3 separate regions of the Mus musculus genome follow, and regions 2 and 3 are each linked to region 1. The links are chromatin contacts, called in public Hi-C and promoter capture Hi-C maps. All regions are on one chromosome and are shown on one strand. Each heading gives the region's core, a stretch centred on a gene start, on an enhancer-like site or on the middle of the called end of the contact. The rest is flanking DNA. Distances are from core to core; before and after follow the strand shown. Region 1 holds the start of Tma16 (translation machinery associated 16). Region 2 holds the start of Npy5r (neuropeptide Y receptor Y5). Region 3 overlaps Marchf1 (membrane associated ring-CH-type finger 1).

Evidence for each region. Promoter capture Hi-C pulls out the DNA fragments that hold promoters and counts their contacts. Hi-C and Micro-C count contacts between places; a contact is called where the count stands out from the background.
Region 2: a Hi-C map of embryonic fibroblasts shows a contact between it and region 1, with 3 times the contacts expected there. The contact joins the promoter of Npy5r here to the promoter of Tma16 in region 1. A contact is called at or near these places in 3 of 39 promoter capture datasets (the 3T3-L1 cell line, hippocampal neurons and liver), 6 of 484 Hi-C or Micro-C datasets (cumulus cells, embryonic fibroblasts, embryonic stem cells and 1 more) and 1 of 9 other capture datasets (adipose tissue).
Region 3: a contact with region 1 is called in a promoter capture Hi-C map of neutrophils. The contact joins the enhancer-like site here to the promoter of Tma16 in region 1. A contact is called at or near these places in 8 of 39 promoter capture datasets (the C10 cell line, hematopoietic stem and progenitor cells, liver and 3 more), 5 of 484 Hi-C or Micro-C datasets (B cells, bone marrow-derived macrophages and macrophages), 2 of 115 datasets of contacts at active chromatin or transcription factors (bone marrow-derived dendritic cells and microglia) and 1 of 9 other capture datasets (liver).

Annotation. Positions count from the first base shown.
Region 1 is chr8:66,484,725-66,488,238 of GRCm38.p6, reverse strand. Tma16 (translation machinery associated 16) reads left to right here and starts at 1,709. Exons shown (of 7, transcript NM_025465.3): 1 at 1,709-1,827. The coding sequence starts at 1,825.
Region 2 is chr8:66,686,460-66,689,973 of GRCm38.p6, reverse strand. It overlaps Npy5r (neuropeptide Y receptor Y5), which reads left to right and starts at 1,880. Exons shown (of 2, transcript NM_001358958.1): 1 at 1,880-2,093.
Region 3 is chr8:66,341,441-66,344,954 of GRCm38.p6, reverse strand. The region is part of intron 5 of Marchf1 (membrane associated ring-CH-type finger 1); the gene reads right to left. Among named protein-coding and RNA genes, the nearest start is that of Tma16, 140 kb to the left of the region's middle. Within about 2 kb of position 1,839, at least 25 of the 459 cell types and tissues checked have an H3K27ac peak or open chromatin away from gene starts, as enhancers often do. A contact at or near this core is called in hematopoietic stem and progenitor cells and neutrophils, where this site is marked.

The sequences.
Region 1 (3,514 bases), core at 460-2,959:
CAGGACAGCCAGGGCTACACAGAGAAACCCTGTCTCAGAAAAAAAAAAAAAAAAAAAAAAAAAGTTTGGTAGAATTCAGCCATGAGTCCATCTGATTCTAGACATTTCTTTGGATGAGACTTTTAATTATTGCTTTTAATCTTATTACATATAATGAACACATTTACTGTATTATATTTTCAGGGATCTTGGTGTGTCATACATGTTTAGAAATACATCAAATACTTTGATGTTTATCAGCATTTTGAAATAAAATTTTCCAAGTATTCTATAGATTATCTGAATTTCACTGGAGTCTGTTGTTACAATTCCTGCTTTCACCTTTACTTTTATTAATTTGGGATTTCTTTTGCTAGTTTGGCTAGGGGTTTAATCAGTCTTGTTATTGATGTGTTTATAAAAAGATAAAGGGGGGATATATTCTGTGGAGGTGTAGTCAGGCATGGGGAAGGGGATGCCTCCGTGGGCCCACAGCCCTTCCCCCTGAGGGACCACGCCAGGTAACTGGGGGGGCAGAACCTACCTGGCTGTTGCCAGATAACTGTGTTGTGGAGCTTAGACAAAATACTAACAGTTGTCCTTTAACAAAAACGATTGCTTTAGCTATTCCTATGTATTGAGGGTTTTTTTGGTCTCTATTTCATTAGGTCCCGCTTTAATAGTGATCGATTGATGAATTTATTTATTTATCCAGTGATTGGGTTTGGGAGTGACTTCTTATTTCTAGAACCTTAAGATGAATTATTACTTCACTTGGAAACTCTCATTTTGCTTTATTGTAAATACTCACTTTCCTGTTAGGATGCTTTAGCTAGCTCGTAGAGTGCCTATGATTTTCATTTGTTTCTAAGAATTTTCTCCTTGATTTCTTCAGTGACCCACTGTACATTTAAAATTGTACCATTACGTGTCCAAGTATTTGTTTTAAGTCCTGTAGTTTCTCTTGCTGTTGGATTCTAGTTTTATTTCAGAGTTGTCTGATAGGGTCCAAGGAATCCATTCATTGTCATCCTCTTCCTCGCCCCCCCTTTCTCCCATATCCCTCTCCTAACACTCCCCCATACATCTCCTCTTCTCCCATCCCTTCTCCTCCTGATCCTTCATCTCCTCCCCTTTTTTGTGTATGTTAAATCCACTTAGTCTATGGTAATAATTTATATTATAATAGTATTTGAAATACTAACTTCTTTATGTCCCACTACAGATAGAAATTATACAAAAAAGAAAGTAGGGAAACTGTCAAAGTACCTTCAATGCGTAGCATGTACTAGGCATTTGATTAATAATTACTACGTAAGACTTTCTATCAAATTTTACCATGCTGTTCAAAAACGGAATAACAAGGCCGGAGAGACAGGCTTTAGATATAGAAAGAAAATGGTAGAGAAAATCAAAGGAAAAGTGAAGGCTGAATTTACACCATTCTGGGAGATGGGCACCTCTAGGTGAGGTAATGCTATCTCCTAACAAGTTGCTCGCCCATGGAGAGCTGCCTTCTGGCCGATACTCAAGGCCGGCCTTTCAGTCAGAAACAGAAGACAGACAGACTTCTGTTCTCTGAGCTCGACTCTCTCTCTCTCTCTACTCTCCCCGCCTTTGTGTGGCTCCCGGGCTGTAAAACAAGGCGGGCGGAAAAACATTACGTCTCAGTTTCTAGGGACGCTTTAGAGAAAGCACCAGCTCCTCCCCTTCCTGTCCGCCCCTATTTGTTTCCCCCGGGGCCCACGTGTGTTAGGGAAGAAGCGGACTTGAGAGCGGCTGCGCTGCCCTCTGTGAAATTGTCGCATCGGGACATCGCCCGGCCTCGGTGGCCAAGACATCGCCATGGTGAGCGGCCCCTTAGGTTCTCCGGGAGGCTCTGGTCGGGCGGCCGGGGAGTACAAGCTCGGACCCGGGAGAAGCCGGGACTCGGAGTGGCTGCGTGGGGCGGTGGTGGGCCCCCGGTGCTGCCCCAGGATCGGAGTGCTCCAGCGCGTTCTCAACTCGCTCTGGGTGGCGTTGTCCACGTCTCCCGGTTTCTCATTTTCCTGAGGGCCTTAACTAATACCGCTTTGTGGATCCACCCACCTCTGCCCTGGGGCAAGTGCAGGTCTCCCCTGCCCAGGGTCACAGCCACCCACGAGGTGCATCGGCCCGCAGCCCTTCTGTTCTGACTTTAGTCCTGCCTCTACAACTCCCATTCCTACCGGGCAACAATGCTGTTTTGTTTGCATTTTAAGACAGTAGTTAAGAGTGTTATAAACGGTTTATGTATAGCGATATAAAGAGCTCATTCACAGTATCCGAATTTATGTTTTTTTTTTTTTTCTTTCGAGACAGGGTTTCTCTGTATAGCCCTGGCTGTCCTGGAACTCACTTTGTAGACCAGGCTGGCCTCAAAGTCAGAAATCCGCCTGCCTCTGCCTCCCAAGTGCTGGGAATAAAGGGGTGCGCCACCACCGCCTGGCCGAATTTATGTTTATAACTGATTTTATGTACGTGTGGATATCGGAGAACAATTTGTGAGAATCTGTTTTCGCCATGTGTATGTTTGATGTTTAATCTCGTTTCTCATTTGCCCCACTATCCTCCATGTGTGTGTTCTTACGGCTTTAAGATTATTATTTTTTTATTCATAGCCAACCTCAGATGGGTTTCAGACTTAGACGTGCCTTCTCTCATCAGATTAATGAAAAAATGACCAATGTCTAAGAGAATTGTGTGAATGAGGAATTGATGAACATTTTAATTATTTGGAGAGTTTTTTTGAGATTATTTCGAGCTTTGTCTTAGCAAAGGAAAAGGGAAGGAAAGAATTACAGACAGAGATAACAAGTGTAGTCTCAAGTTGCAGTGTGGTTTATTCTGGAATAGTGATCTTCAGTAAGAATGGGGAGAAGGAGCTGTGTGAAGGAAATGCTGGAGAAGAAAGTTGGAAGAGATGGCTTTCTGTGCTAAAGCTTAGAACCAAGCTGATCTCTTTCAATAGGGAAAGAAACTCTATACTGGATTAACACTGTAGACAGATTTTTTCGACTTCTTTGTAAAGGGGTCTAACAATAGAGCAACCTAGGCCTGATTGTATGGGTTGAATAAAGGTAACTGACAGGTTTGAAAAAGCTTCAAGAGCTATTTGGCCTTTAGAGGAGTGACTATTGAAGAGGAATATTAGGGACCACCTGTTCCCTAATAGTCTTTTTTTTTCTCAGAGATTAAAAATTATATATATTCATCTATTTTATGTAACAGTAGGTTTTGGTCAGTAGAACTTGGGCAAAGGGTGTAGGACAACTTTCCTGAGGTTTCTTTTCCACTCAGGGCTAGAGTGGAGGGCAGGTTTTAAGCCCTTGCAGACTGTCTGGGAGATTATGGGCTAACGGGGTAGGGGGCGCCTGCCTCCTTAAGTGAACCAGAAGAGACTAAAACTATTTAGGTTAAGCCATTTTTATTTTTGGTTTCTCTTATAGAAAGTCAATTCTGACTCTTTAAATAATATAGATGGGCCAAAATACAGGATTGCATAGCAAAAAACAAA
Region 2 (3,514 bases), core at 631-3,130, 200 kb before region 1:
GAGCCCGCTGTTTTAGCTTTTCCTTCTGACCAGCAAATCACCAGGGTCTTGTGTTCTTGTGGGTGAAGTGCCACACACAGCTTTAACATGGCTGCTGAAGTTGCAACCTCGGTTGTCACACTTGTGAGGCAAGCACTTTACCGCTGACCTTTCCTTTTGGGGCTTGTGTGTTTAGGGAGGAAATGAAAACAGGCAAGTTCAGAATCATCTCAGTGCCATATGAGCCATTCTTTTCAACATAGCGCTAAGAGCAAATGTGTGGAAAAGGAAAAAACTTGTATTTTTGACATGGGATAGACAAGAGTATGTAGCACAGCTATATTTTTGGGAAGACATCCACCACGGGTGTCTCTAAGAAGCTGTTTGAAAACTCACTGTGCATTTGGAAGGGTGTGTGTCAGACTGCAAGGGACAGGAGAATAAATACCCACCTGGCAACATATAGTGTGTGAACTGCACAATAGCTGACATTAAGAAAGCCTAAGATGGGCCAGGTGTGGTGGTGCACACCTTTAATCCCAGCACTTGGGAGGCAGAGGCAAGAGGATTTCTGAGTTTGAGGCCAGCCTGGTCTACAAAGTGAGTTCCAGGACAGCTAGGGCTATGCAGAGAAACCCTGTCTTGAAAAACCCAAACCAAACCAAACCAAAAAAAGAAAGCCTAGGACCAATCCCTTGTTTGCTAAGCTTTTGTTTATTAAAAGCCAGTCTCCTCTCTTCCCTCACTGCAGGATCCCAGGACCCTGCACAGGTACCTTCTGTGTTCAAATATTGGGACAAATATAGTGATTCTGAAATGAAGCCCAGTAGAATCAGATGATATTTTCTTGAAGCCCTTTTGAAGTTCTTGGATTCCTTGGGCTGAGGGAACGGCATACACTACAGTTTCCTTGAGTACTGACTGCTAAATTAGCAGAAACAGGCAAATATCTTCTGACCTTTGAGACACAGCAAGTGCTGCCCCAGGGGCATGGGATAAAAGTCAAGGGACCAAAGTCCTCTTCAGTCGACACAGTGCCTTGGGGTTACAGTTCAGGCAATGCTAAGCACTGTAATCGTGATGGTGTAGGAAATACACTGTTGTTATGGCAGGCCAACCGAGGATTGGCCAAATACTGTGACAATCTTGCACAAAAGGATACAGATCTGTCAATCTTAAAAATGAAAATCAAGCTTTGGTGCAACAGGACAGGGTTTTATTTGTTTCTATTTGTTCATTTCCTTAGGTTGTCTTTATGTTTTTGAAAGATGACAAAACACCGCTGCCCCCTGCCCCCTCCCATACACACTCACGCGTTTTGATACGGAAAGCTTCCAAGAAGGGCTGACTCCATTTCACCCCCACTTCCCAGCTCCCTCTGCTCCATGTCCCTCGCTCACACCCACACACTACTACCCCTTAGAGTAGGAGTTGATCCTATTGTCTATTTTGCACGCTTCATCACAGCCTGTTCCCTGCAGGTTTAGGTCAATTTCTCACCCAGACTTCTTTATGTTAGAAAGGCAAGAAGATGTTCTGTTTGGGATTTTGTGATATTTTCCCCCCTCTCATAAAGAAAACATGGACCTTGAAGGTTTTTCTCACAAAAGCTATCGGAAAAAAACGCCTACTCTCATAGAAGCCACTATGGGGTTGAGGATAGGAAAGACAACCATCCGTGGGACCCCTAAGTTAACTCCTGCAACTAGAGAACAGGGTAGTGGGGATGCATCCTGTAGCCCTAGAGCGGCTGCCCGGGGCCTCCAAACAGACACACGGGCACCGGGATGTACCTAAATTGGACTATGGAGGCCAGGAACAGGCGATCTTGAGCCGGGTGTCCGGGGTCTCAGGGACTGTCACGTGTTCCCGAGGCTCTTCTAAAACCCTGGCGGCTCCGGGGCCCCTCCTTCCCACCGCCGCCTCCAGGTCCTGCTCCTGCTGCCACCGCTTCCATCTCAAGCAGAAGCGACCGCACTCAGCCGCGTACCCCGGAGTCCAGGCACCCGCAGCGGCCAGGGCATCCCGAGGTACCCACTCCAGGCCTCGCCTGCCCCTACGAGAAGCCCACGTCCCTATCCTGGGTTCTGGAGCATCTTGTGGTTTCCAAGAGGGTGGGTTGCGGACCGGGAGGCAGCCTGATTGAGAAAGGGGATGGAGGTGGAGAAACCGCAGTTGTCAGGCGGCGGGAAGGGAGAGCGGGGGAAACGGTTGCAGTTGAATCCTTCCTAGTCTGGCAGGTCCCTCTGGTGCCAAACTCACAGAGGAGCAGGTTCTTGCCAGACCCTATCAGATTGTCCCGGGAGGGTCCCTAGTATGGGAAGGAGGGATGGACGAAGCTCAGTCCCCGCTTTGGCTTAGGGGAACGCGGGGTACAGCTCGGTGGGCGTCTGAGGTAAGGGAACCACAACCCACGGGGTGCCCACTCAGGTTGTCAGCCCTAGCTGAGCTCTGGCTATGTCCAGGATGCGGCGATTCAGCTGCCTTCATGTCCCACAGCTGGCCACACACAGGGAGACAGCTGTGCACTTGGGTTTGCAAGGTGGCTTGTAAGTCAACTGCTAGCAGGAAATAGCCATCCACACACCTGAGTTCCAAGGGGGTAAAAAGGAATTCTTATCTGTAAGTTTACAGACCTATAGTACAGCTATTCAAAGAACATACTGTTAGATGGAAGCCAAAAGAAGAAAAAGAAAAAGAAAATGAAGGTTTGATGTAAGCTTGTGCCCAAGACTGGGTGCATTTCAAATTCCAGATGTCTCAAGAAGAGGGAGGGAGAGAGAGAGAGAGAGAGAGAGAGAGAGAGAGAGAGAGAGAGAGAGAGAGAGAGAGAGAGAGAGAGAGAGGAGAGAGAGAGACCTGCTGTTAAGAATCTAGAATAAGGAGAAGGGTGGTGGGTACTGCATGCTCGGTAGCTGAAGAGTACTGTGCTTATTTGTCCAGGGCCATCTTTTGCAGAATTTTGCCTTGCAGAACAACACACACTACGTGGAGTCATGGAATTGTGCCATCGCTGCAAAGCCACAGCAAACAGGCAGAACTACATGTATCCGATTCTTCTGCATGGTTGGCATCTTTTGCGAGAATGATACATATTTTTATTAAGCAGGGAATTAACCTAAGAGTGAAACCTTATTTAAGTGCAAAGACCCGTCTCTCTCTAAGCTTGGCTCACTGTCCTTTCTCCCCTTAGTCAAAGAAAGAACTTAACTCAGCTCCGCTCTCAAAAGCTTTAAAGTTTATTCAGACTTCACTTGTCTTGGCGTTCCATACAGACCAATTTATAAGAAAATTACAGGAAATCCTCACAATGAACGCGCGCGCATGCGCACGAGCACACACACACACAGTACACACACACACACACAGTACACACACACACAGTACACACACACACACAGTACACACACACACACACACACAGTACACACACACACACACAGTACACACACACACACACACACACACACACACACACACACACACACACACACACACAGTGTTCCTTGGGAACATTCCAGCATGCCAGGTGGAA
Region 3 (3,514 bases), core at 590-3,089, 140 kb after region 1:
CCTACAGTCAGAAACTTCTTTCTTCCTTGGTGATAGTAGATTCCTGTGAAGGGCAGTGACCTAACTTTTACTCAAAGTGATAGTGTAATATCTGGGGCAGTACTGAATTCCAAGCCCAAGGTCTTGCTCAAGAACTTCTAGGACTGTTGGAACACTGGCTTTAGCTATGTCAGAATTCAATCTTAAAAAAGCACTTATAGTAGGATACTACTAAAGGAGAGCACATGGATCCATACACTAGACTAACACGGGAATGGAAAATTAATGTATGGGTTAGAGAGAATGCCAGACTCCAGGAGTGAGTTTCCGTGAAACTCTTCTGCCTCAGTGAGTAGCTTCCAAGCCTCTCGGCTTGTCAAGCTGACTGGACCAGAGTGAGTGGCAGTTCTCCATGTGGAGCCCATAACAAGCAGACCAGGGGCTGACTCTGACTCTGTTGCCTCTTTTTAGATCCTTTAACTTTAGCTGGGCATCCTATGTCTGGCCTCAGTGGGAGAGGATGTACCTAGTTCTGCTAAGTGTTGATGTGCCAGGCTGCCTTGGTTCCCATGGGGGGGGGGCGTCCTTTCCTTTTCAGAGGAGAGGAGAAAGATAAATGGGGGAGGGGGTGTGAGGGTTGGACTGAGAGGATAGGAGGGAGGGTGCTACGATTGGGATATAAACTGAATAAATAAATAAAGCAGAAAAACAAATTCATGGCCTCCTTTTCTGTTGTGTATATTGTTATTGTATACATATATGTTTCTCTCAGTTTCTCTGTATGTGTGCATATCTGTGTATGGATCTGTGCACATTTATCTATAACTATGCTCATGTGGAGACCTGAAATTGAAGTTGGTTTCTTCTTCCATCCTCCTTCATTTTTTTTTCTTCTGATAGAGGGTCACTCAGTGAACTCAGTGTTGACTAGTTTGGCTACACTAGTGTTCTATTGAACCTCAGGATTTGGGATCAGCTTGTTCTCACTCTCCTAGTGCTAGGATCACAGGTGCTTTCCATCATATCTGGATTTTAAAGGATAATTTGGACTGACACTTGGGTTCTCATGTTTGTGCAGTGATAACTTCATTTGTTGAGCCATTTTGCCAGCATTACAAAGCATCAGATGCTTCAGATACAAAGCTTTAGTGTCGTTTCAATTAAGTGGTGCTTTGGTGGCCACTCCTGTACATTTAACAAAATACGAAGGTTGCCTTAGTTTTCACATTTCAGCTATGACTAAGGTTCCCCCATTTCCCCTTTAAGTATCTCTGTGTTGTCTTTTTCTTTCCAACCTTTTCCAGTTCACTTCAAATTTGTTATTTATGACACAATTATATTAGTAGCCTCCTAATTGTTTTTCTTTAATGACACTCCATTTCCATAAAGACAAAGCCATGACTTCTCATTATGGCTGACTAGGCTTTCTGATCTGGTCTCTTTCTCACTCCCTCATTCTGGAGCCTCTTTGCCCTCTTCCATGGCCTTTGTGTTGCTTATTCAGACCTATGCATAGTCTTATGGGTTTCTGCTTCAGAGCTTATACACACATTTTTCTCCCCTTCAGTTCTTAGGATGTTCTACATTTATCTACAGATTGTTCACATCTATTGATCCTCCACATACTCTCAGTTTAGGAAGCCTTCTATGATAAGCTTAGACATTTTAAAGAAGTCCTTCAAGCTGTGTCAAAAATATTCTACACAAGCTCCTGAAGCATAGCTTTCTTCATTGAGCACGTATTGAGTGAAGTAATGATTTATTTCCTAATGAAATGTTTCTGTGCATCCCCAGTGTATTTCACATAACAGCCAGCCCTTGACCACATCTGCCAGAGAAATGAAGTATGTTGCCTTTGTGTTATGACATCTTACAATTGCCTCATTACTCACCAGGGCAACTCCCAACCACTTCTTTTCTGTGCCTTCAACACTTGGCTCTTTCCTCACTGAAACCTTGCATTTAGTCTTCATTGTGACTGACAAGCCTTCTTTCCAATGTTCTTCAAAGCCTTCCTCAACTGAAACCCTCAGTAATTGCTTGATCTAGAAATTTTCTTCATTAGCATTGTGTATCGACACCATGACTATTTAGTATTTATCACAAGTTTCATCAGAAAGGCATGAATATTTCAACATACCTTTTAAATACGCTAGAAAGTTCTAGAAACATTCTGTTCTTTGACTTAAAAAAATCTAACTTCAAATATGTATATGCATTTCTAAGTATTATTTTCTTAGTAACTTTATTTTTCTTCCTTGAAATTTAATGCTTGTGCAAGTTCAAATGTGCTGATTCAGTAACAGTAAACAAATCTTTACCTGGATCTGGTTTTGTTCCCAGTCTTGGTCAAGGCGCTGGTGACATAATAAGTAAAACCAAATTATTTTGGTTGAGTTCATGTGTTAAGAGGGAGAGAGCATGGAAGTAGGATGTCAAAATATGAAAAGGAAAAACTCCATCATATAATCCTTAGGACAAGGATAGTACTAGTCAGATAAATTAATCAGGACAAAAGAGTGGGGAGTCAGTAGGAATGGATGTTAATAAGAAAAATGTTCAGTTTTATCATTGATTACTTTCGAAGTTAATGTTATCACTTAAAAATTTATTCATGTATGTACATGTGTGTGGGTCTTCAAGTATCCTGACCCAAGTGTAGAGGTTAAAAGACAGCTAGTATGTGTGTGCTCTCTTCACCACATGAGTCCTGAGTACTAAGTTCAGTTTTTCAGGCCTCAAGGAGGGCATCTTTTCCTACTGAGCTCTCTTGCAAAACCATGAATATTTGTCTTTGTTCTGTAATCAAATTTCTCAGTTTCTTACTTTATCTGTTTCTGACTCTCTGAACTTGGGTGCACTGGTAGAGGCCTCTATGCCTGGTTCTTTCAACAACTCACTTCTCAATGTGCAAACTTCTGTCTCTCTTAGGATTCAAACACATCACAACATTATTCTCATTTTTTTCTCGGTGACATCTCTTATGGAGCTTGTTTTGCTTTTGCTGTGATTTTAAGATTTTGACTCTAATTAACTAGAGCCCTAACTGCTGATGTCCTTGATGAAGCCTTGCTATGACTCCAGGGACTCTCTTGATGTTTCTTACTGTTTGGATACACTTCATAGCTTGTTTTGAAAATAAGTCTAACATGAATGTTTCTAACTCTAGTTTCTCTGAATATATTTTTAAAATTTATTACCATGTGTACAGTGTTTTTTTGTGTGTGTGCGTGTGTGTGTATGTGTGTGTGTGCATGTGCGTATGTATGTTTTGACATGCATGAACACATATTTCAAGGCAAAGATATTTGGAAGCCAGAGGACAGCTATTTCTTCATGTTCTCTGTATGTTAAATTTATCTATCTATCTATCTATCTATCTATCTATCTATCTATCTATCTATCTATTTATTTATTTATGTGTGTGTGTAAATCACATGCATGTTGCATGTTAGTGGTACAGAGACAAAAAGGATATTTGGCTCCTTGAAGCTGGAGTTAGAAGCAGTTATGAGTTACCTGACATGAAAATTGG